Regions from separate parts of the Sus scrofa genome. Here region 1 is linked to region 2. The links are chromatin contacts, called in public Hi-C maps. All regions are on one chromosome and are shown on one strand. The core of a region is the stretch at or near the end of the contact, and the rest is flanking DNA. Distances in the headings are between cores, read along the strand shown.

Region 1 (3,839 bases), core at 1,136-3,635, 120 kb before region 2:
ACACACACACTAAGGGGTCTTACAAAAATGGGCAACAGGCAAGCACACAAACTTAAGAATGGCTTCTGGATAAAAATTCTGAGAATACTGTCTTCCTTAGGATCGGTGGTCTTTCTCTCTCTTTTTTATTTTTATTTTTTTGCAAGAAATATATTTATTAGGATAGAACGCTTGTGAGAGATGCAAGCGGGCAGGCAAGGAGACTCTGTCTCCATGGTCATTCTCAGCTCTTGTTTCCTATTTCCCTTTTCAGAAATTTCTTTCACAGCTAAGAGGCAGTGCTCATTATGCCAAAACTGCCTGCAGCTCCAACTCAAACTGGAATCGTGCCCCTCTGTCACTTTAAAATCCTTTAGCTCTTTTTCCCTCACTCTGTGCAGGATATGCTTGTCCAGTGTCGATGCTTCCTCCATTATGTAATTAATGAAGTCCCTAAAAAACAAAAACAGAACTACACTGGGGAACACCCACTATCCTTCTTAAGCCAGTGAGAGGCAAAGGAGGGGATGCAGAGAACCCTCTCCCTAGATGCTTCCCCCATCAAGGGCAGCCTTCTCACCCCAACAGCCTTCTCCACAGTAGCTGGCTTGACAGAAAACAGTGAAATTTGGGTCTTTCCCAAGGTTCCCCTCCCCCATCTGGTTTCTACCCTCTTCAAAAGGGGAAGTCAGTGCCAAACTCTGTCCCTTGCCAAGCCCCTAACAAACACTTTTGCCAACACTAAAGTGAGCCAAACATAGATTTTCCAGGCTATGCTAGTCCCCAAACATTAGGGTAGATCTGTTTCCTGGGGTCATAGAATTTAGACAGGAGGCCAAAGTTCTCCCTCACATCCCAATTTGCTTGAGAAAAGCAATAAAGCTCAGTTTGGGTTTTTGGTTGTTTTTTTTTTCCCCCACCAGGCCTGTGGCTCGTGGAAGTTTCCAGTCCAGGGATGGAAACGGCACCCCAGCAGGGACCTGAGCCCCTTCAGTAACAACACCAGATGCTTAACCTGCTGCATCACAAGGGAACTCTGATCAGTTTGGTTTTTATTAAGTAAAAGGATTTGGGGATGGAAATGTGGGGGTTTTTTGTTTTGTTTTGTGTTTTTCTTTGTTTGGCCACACCTGCAGCATGTGGAAGTTCCTGGGCCAGGGACTGAACTCACGCCACAGCAGCAACACGAGCCGCTGCAGTGACAATGCCAGATCCTTTACCCACTGAGCAACCAGGGAACTCTGGAAATGTAAAACTGGATTGTGATGATGGTTGCGCAACTATAAATATAAGAAGATTCACTGAGTTTTTTTAAAAAAAGGAAAGAAAGAAAAAAAAGGGGGGAAATGTTGTCGTTCCCAGAAAGGCGCAAAAATCCTTTTGTTACCATCATTTCCCTATCATCCCAGATGCTAAAAGAACAGTTAAACTCCTTATTCCTCTACTCCTCTCCTTCATCCAGAGGCTAGATGTTATCTCTCTCTCTCTTTTTTTTTTTTCTTTTTTTAATCTTTTCTAGGGCCACATCACGGCATATGGAGGTTCCCAGGCTAGGGGTCTAATCGGAGCTGTAGGCACCGGCCTACACCAGAGCCAGAGCAACGCAGGATCCGAGCTGCGTCTGCGAACTACACCACAGCTCATGGCAATGCTGGATCCTTAACCCACTGAGCGAGGCCAGGGATCGAACCCTCAACCTCATGGTTCCTAATCAGATTCGTTAACCACTGCGCTACCGAGGGAACTCCAAGACATTATCTCTTCATGCATCCCTCAGCACTGTGCCAGGTAATGGCGCCATCAGCAGAAGCCTCCAGCATCTCCAGGGTCGTTCTATGGGATAACACCTTTGTCTGAATTGGAGAAGGGGAGCAGACCTTGGTCTTCCCTTGGAAGTTCCTGTTGTGGCTCAGCGGTTAATGAACCTGACTAGTATACATGAGGATGCACGTTCCATCCCTGGCCTGGCTCAGGAGGTTCAGGATCCGGTGTTGCCGTGAGCTGTGGTGTAGGTTGCAGACGTATGTGGCTTGGATTTGGCATTGCTGTGGCTGTGGCATAGGCTGGCAGCTGCAGCTCCTATTGTACCCCTAGCCTGGGAACCTCTATATGCCATGAGTGTGGCCCTAAAAAGCCAAAACAAAAAACTTGGTCTCCCCAACACTGTGACAGGATCTGAAGAACTTAAGGATTTGAGTCTGATGTCCTCTCAACCAAGCCAGTTCAGGCCAGTCCCAGATGGGGTGCGCGTTCAAGGAGCACTGGGTGGGAGGGAATGCTAACAAGTGTTTGTAATAGGGATTGAGGAAATTTGGGACATCCTGGGAACAGATTATGCTGGCCCAGGCCTGAGCCATCCCAAACCCCTCCCACTTCCTGGTTACTAACTCATTCCAGCTGTGCACAATCCTGGCCACTAGTCCTATTTGGCTTCTAGGAACTCATGACTAATGAAAGGAGTGTGTGTGTGTGTTGGGGGGGTCCTCTTAAAAACAGAGGTTTCCAAGGTAACAGCTTGGCGGCTTGAACTCAATCCCATTCTACCAGGGTGCGTTCCCTCTCTCCTGACTCCCTCTGGGCTCTGAACGGAAAACAGGCCAGAGGCTAAGACCGCATTTCTCCTGCATTTCTCTAGGTCAGGAGCAGGGTCTAGGCTACTTCTAACTTGGCTACACCTTTCATTTTTTTTTTTTTTGTTTGTTTGTTTGTTTGCCGTTTTTGCCATTTCTTGGGCCACTCCCGTGGCATATGGAGGTTCCCAGGCTAGGGGTCAAATCGGAGCTGTAGCCGCCGGCCTACGCTAGAGCCACAGCAACATGGGATCCAAGCCGTGTCTGCAACCTACACCACAGCTCACAGCAACGCCGGATCATTAACCCACTGAGCAAGGGCAGGGATGGAACCCACAACCTCATGGTTCCTAGTCGGATTCGTTAACCACTGAGCCATGACGGGAACTCCCACCTTTCATTTTCTCACCTCTGATTTCCTACTTCAGGCCCCAGACTTGCCCTTTCTATTTTAGGATGACTAGCCCCCCAGGCCACCCCATTCAGGCCACCCATTCACTCATTCAGGATGGCTGTCAGAGGAGGGTGGGAGATGGTTTAGAGATCGGCTTCTCCTGAACTTAGAGACCTCCTACCAACCTTTGCCTTCCACCCACAGCCCCACAGACCCAGATCATCAGAAAGTACTCACAGTGGAGCTCCCACTGTGGTGCACCAGGATTGGTGACTGGGAGTGCTGGGATGCAGGTTTGATCCCCGGCCTGGCACAGCGGGTTAAGGATCTGATCGCTGGCCCAGGAGCTCTATATGCTTCAGGGCAGCCAAAAATGAAAAAACAAAACCAAAAATAAACAAACATAACTCTCAGAGTCTTACCTGCTCCCTGCTGCTACTGTTAAAATCTTTATTTTTTTTTTTTTATTTTTTAAGGCCACTCCCATGGCACATGGACGTTAACAAAGCCAGGGATTGAATCTGAGCTGTGGCTGCGAACTACACCTGATCCCTTAACCCACTGAAATGGGCCAGGGATCAATCCCTTGCCTCCTCAGTGACCCAAGCCACCAGATCAGGAACTCCAGAAATATATTATATTATTATTATTATTATTATTATTAATATTTTGGCTGCATTCTTGGCATGTGGAAGTTCCCAGGCCAGGGATGGAACCTGACCCACAGCTGTGATATCACTGGATCCTTTTAACCCACTGTGTCGCAAGGGAACTCCTAAAATATTTTAATTAAGAATCTTTCTATACAAACCGTTCTGTCACAATGTGTGAGCAGAGAGGGAAACCAGTTTCCAGGGAGTAAGCCAGCCAAAGAACCCAGGAGATCTTTCTCTCGA
Region 2 (4,372 bases), core at 863-3,362:
GGGAGAGCACCACCCACCTCTGTGAAATCTTTTTCTTTTTCCCTCTGGGGCATCGGCACCTCCTGCCCCTCCCTCTGAGCTAGTCCAGCTGCCACCAGGGGTTTCTGCGTCTATTCACAGTGTGGGCTTGGTTCTGCCTGCTGGCAGAGGACAGGGCCATCAACTTCCTCACCTCGCTGGCCCTGTGCCCAGCACATGCCTGGCAGAAACAGAGGAATACTCCTTTCTTCGGAGTCTTGGCTCCTCCTCCCCAGCCTGCCTGCAGGTGATAACTGGGGAGCAATGTCCAGAAGGGGCTTGGTGTGTTTCGCTTGAAGATAGTGATCCTGGAAACTGGTTCTCAGCCCAGCCCAGCCCAGTGCGCCTTCCTTTTGCTCTTAAAGTTTCCTTCCTTCTTTGTGTACACACACCACAGCTCAGGAAATGGTTCTTCAGGCAGGACCAGAAAAACGCAAGGGGTGGGTTCAGGCTGGGCGGGCAGCGGTGTGGTGGCTGGTTCCGTCCTTGCCCCGTTCACACAGTTTCTTCTGGAGCCCACCCCCCCCTCACCTTCCAGTCCTCTCCAGGCTTTGCCCCTGGGCTGTCCAGGACGGGCGAGGAAAATGCAGGGAATACGTGCTGTGCTCGCCTAAGTGTCCTCGGCACGCCTCCCGGGTAACAGGCTGATCCGGGAGTGGAGGGAGGGACCTCATTCATGACGCATCATGACTGACGGGGTGGGATGTCCTGGGAAAGGCTTCCTCTATTTCTCCGCTCACTCCTCCGGAATCCTACAAAATGGAGAATGGACTAACAATGGGAGCGGAGAGAAGGAACACCCCTTCTAGAATGGTGGGGGACCCCCAGGATGTGAAGCCAGGGACTTTCTAAAAGTGTTTATTCGCGACCCACCCTATCCCAGGGACCCAACAGCGCCCTCTACTGACTCGGGGAAGGGGTGAGGGGCTGGAACAGAGTTGGAGCGAGAGGAAGGGAGTGGGCTCTGGGTGGAGGATGAGGAGGCCTCTTGAAGACCATCTTGTCCCCTCGCCTCAGCTCCGCCGCCCGGGCTGGGTGCACAGAGGGTTCCTCTGGGCCGCTCATCCCTCCTTTAGCTCTCACACGTCTCCCCCGTTTGCCTGAGCCAAAGAAAAGCAGGCGGCGCCTGGTCCCCCTCTCCTACCCCGAGTTGGCACGGGGCTGGGGAAGCCAGGAGAACCCAGGCACCCCGGGGTCTTGCCCTTGGTGCCCTCCCTTTGCGGGGGGTGGGCGCCGTCTTCCAGGCAGGGGCCACGTGGCCTTGACCCGGCCGGGGTCTCGGCCTTCCTCCTGCAGGCCGGGTGACTCAGGCCGCAGCTGTTCTCGCGTCACATGAGGGAGGCTGGCGGCTACTCGGCGGGGGAGGGGGCTGCGGATGGAGCCGGGGCGGGGCCGCGCGCCGGGCGGGGCCGGAGCCGGGGGGCGCAGCTAGAGAGCCCCTGAGCCGCGGCGGGAGTGCAGCGCACAGCCTCGGGGAGCCCAGGTGAGGCCGCGGAGCCCGCTCCGGCTCTGGCGTCGGGGTGTTGGGGGGAATCGCCAGCCGCTCCCCGCTCAGGGCCTCGCTCCGGGCCTCTGAAGATCGGCTTCGCTCCCCCGCTGCTCCCGAGGCCCTCGCAACTTTGCAACTTTGGAAAGTTCCGGAGGCCCGGGAGGGGTGGGATGCGGAGCGCGGGACGCACTTATTTTTGGCGGTGGTCAGAGCCCAGGGGAAAGTGGCCTGGGGATCGGGCTAGAGCTGAGGACAATTTTGGGGGGCTGGTTGGGTGGGGAGGGGGTGTTTAACACCTGGGGGCTGGCGGGCCCAGGGTGGGCGTCCAGCCCTGGCCCCAGCGGGCGCCCTTGGATCAGTCCGGGGCCAGGGACGCGGCGGGGCGGGGTCCGGGCTGGGCGACGGGCGCCCCCACCCCTCTCCTGCAGGGAGAAGAGGGGGCTGGGAGACGTGGATCTGACCGCGGGTTTCCGGGTGGGAGGGGCCGGGAATGGGGGCCGCGCAGGGGAGGTCTCGAGGGCCGGCAGGGCGCTCCGAAGCCCGGATACCCCTTCGACCGGTTCTAATCCCCCTGCCCTCCCCTGTGCCCCAGGCCAGGCAGCCATGGCGGTGGAAGGAGGAATGAGATGTGTCAAGTTCTTGCTCTACGTTCTTCTGCTGGCCTTTTGCGTGAGTGGGGAGCGGGGACGATGGGGGCGCGCTGGCAGGGTGCGGGGAGAACTGGCTCGGGAGTGCTGACGGCTGAGGGGTCAAGAAGGAAGGCAGCTGGAGAGCAGATGTGGAAGGAACTCCCGGCTAACGGCCGAGGGCAGCGCGGCCATCGCCTCCTCCAGCTCAAAGCAGGGATCTTTGAGACTGTTTGGGATCGAGAATGGCCGGCCTGGGTGCCTAGCACCCTCCCCGTAATCCCTCCTTGCCTTTCCTGTCTGGTGACCCAACCTCTTGTGATATGGGGCAGTGGGGCAACCCGCCAACGGCTTGATGCTATCACCACGGGGTGCCCCTCCGCACCCTCCACCCCCCCTTCCTCTCCATTCCCTCATACCCCCTCCTTCCTGCTTGGGGGTTGGAGAGGGCTCTGTCCACCTAGATGGCTCCTGCCCTGGGCCCCCGGCTTGAGAGAGGATTGTTTGTCCAGGGAGGGGCAGGTCACCCTTACCCCGCTTCCTCCTCCCTTCTCCTCCCTGGCCTAGTGGGCCTGAGGAACCCGAGTCCTGAGGAACCCTAGTGGGCCCCAGGAACCCTAGTCACAGCTGGTGAGGATGTGGTGGGCACTGGAGGACAGTGAGAGGGCAGTTCTGGGAGCCCTGGAGGCCCATAGGAAGAGGCTCACAGGAAGCACTTCTCTTTGTTGGGAATTTGTGCCCTGGGGTCAAGGCTTTCTGGGAACTTCTCTTTTTGCCTTGGTGAGGAGCGGGTTGTGGAAGGTGTGGTTCCTTCTGACTGCCTTCTCTGAGAGCCTTGAACAGTTTCCCAGCCCTCCCTGGCAAGGATGGCTCACCCTTCTCCCCCACAGTTAGGTCCCCTGGAGGTGTGAGAATCCGTCTCTGGAGTGGGGTTCTGGTCTGTGTCCCGGGTCCATCGCGCCCTCCACCTTGGAGGGCTGATGGGTTGTGCGGCCTCTCAGTCCTGCTCTGTCCTCCCCGCAGGCCTGTGCCGTGGGACTGATCGCCGTGGGGATCTGGGTCCAGCTCGTGCTAAATCAGACCATTACCCAGGGGGCCACCCCTGGCTCCCTGTTGCCTGTGGTCATCATCGCAGTGGGTGCCTTCCTCTTCCTGGTGGCCTTTGTGGGCTGCTGTGGGACCTGCAAGGAGAACTACTGTCTTATGGTCACAGTGAGTGGCGGTGGGCCAGCACGGGGCCTGGCCCTCCTGGAAGGGCGTTCCTCTGGAGAGGGCTTGGGAGGGTGGGTGGGTGAAGGAAACTTCTGTGAATGTTCCTGAGAATGGCAGGCCCCCCTTGCCCAGACGCCAAACCTGACTCTCGTCCTTTGCGCCCGCAGTTTGCCATCTTCCTGTCCCTTATCATGCTGGTGGAGGTGGCAGCCGCCATTGCTGGCTATGTGTTTAGAGACAAGGTAAGCAGGGACTAAGGGGAGGGCCTCGTCTCAGAGGCCCGGCTACTCTGGGACCCAGGTGCCCCGAATTCTGGCTTCAACACAGCTCCTCTCTACTCCCAGGTGAAGGCAGAATTTAATAAGGACTTCCAGCAGCAGATGCAGAATTATCCAAAAAACAACCACACAGCATTGATCCTGGACAGGATGCAGGAAGATGTGAGTGGGGTTGCTGGGAGCAGGAGGAATGGGGTAAGAAGGTGCTCATCTCCATGGTGAAGATGGGGGCTCACTTAGCAGCCTTTTCCCTGTGTCTTTCCTCTCCCCTAGTTTAAGTGCTGCGGGGCAGCTAACTACACAGACTGGGAGAAGATCCTGCTGTCACCCAAGCGAGTCCCGGACTCCTGCTGTGTCAATGTCACTCAGCACTGTGGAGTTAATTTCAACGTGAAGGAGATTCATAATGAGGTAGGGAGGAGGCTGAGATAGTAGTGGACGTGGGGAACCTGGCATATGTTTGAGGGGGGCCAGAGGGACCAGGGCTGGAGGTGGAGAGGGTCGGGGCCCTTGGGGATTGAGGGTCAGGGATGGGGAGGGAACCTGGCAGTGCCAGGGGTGGGGTGAAAGGTACAGAGGGTGGGGAAGAGATAGCCGGTCTAGGGAAGTTTCTTTTTCTTTTTTTTTTTAATCTTTTACCTACTGTCTTTTGTGCTAGCTCTTTATTTATTTATTTATTTATTTTTTTTATTTTCCCACTGTACAGCAAGGGGGTCAGGTTATCCTTACATGTATACATTGCAATTACA

What was found. Hi-C and Micro-C count contacts between places; a contact is called where the count stands out from the background.
Region 1: a contact with region 2 is called in a Hi-C map of liver, with 2.5 times the contacts expected there. The contact joins the enhancer-like site here to the promoter of LOC106510300 in region 2. A contact is called at or near these places in 3 of 47 Hi-C or Micro-C datasets (embryonic fibroblasts, liver and skeletal muscle) and 2 of 2 datasets of contacts at active chromatin or transcription factors (alveolar macrophages and skeletal muscle).

Annotation. Positions count from the first base shown.
Region 1 is chr5:21,289,712-21,293,550 of Sscrofa11.1, reverse strand. No RefSeq gene overlaps it. Among named protein-coding and RNA genes, the nearest start is that of MMP19, 5.7 kb to the right of the region's middle. Within about 2 kb of position 2,385, at least 43 of the 83 cell types and tissues checked have an H3K27ac peak or open chromatin away from gene starts, as enhancers often do. A contact at or near this core is called in alveolar macrophages, embryonic fibroblasts, liver and 1 more, where this site is marked.
Region 2 is chr5:21,172,802-21,177,173 of Sscrofa11.1, reverse strand. It overlaps LOC106510300 (basic proline-rich protein-like), which reads right to left and starts at 2,112. Exons shown (of 2, transcript XM_013997622.1): 1 at 1,804-2,112; 2 at 1,325-1,735. The coding sequence starts at 2,112. The coding sequence ends at 1,325. CD63 (CD63 antigen) reads left to right here and starts at 949. Exons shown (of 8, transcript XM_005663878.2): 1 at 949-1,501; 2 at 2,100-2,176; 3 at 3,157-3,345; 4 at 3,513-3,587; 5 at 3,690-3,785; 6 at 3,897-4,034. The coding sequence starts at 2,111. It overlaps LOC102162669 (a long non-coding RNA gene), which reads right to left and starts at 1,281. Exons shown (of 2, transcript XR_303407.3): 1 at 1,163-1,281; 2 at 1-770.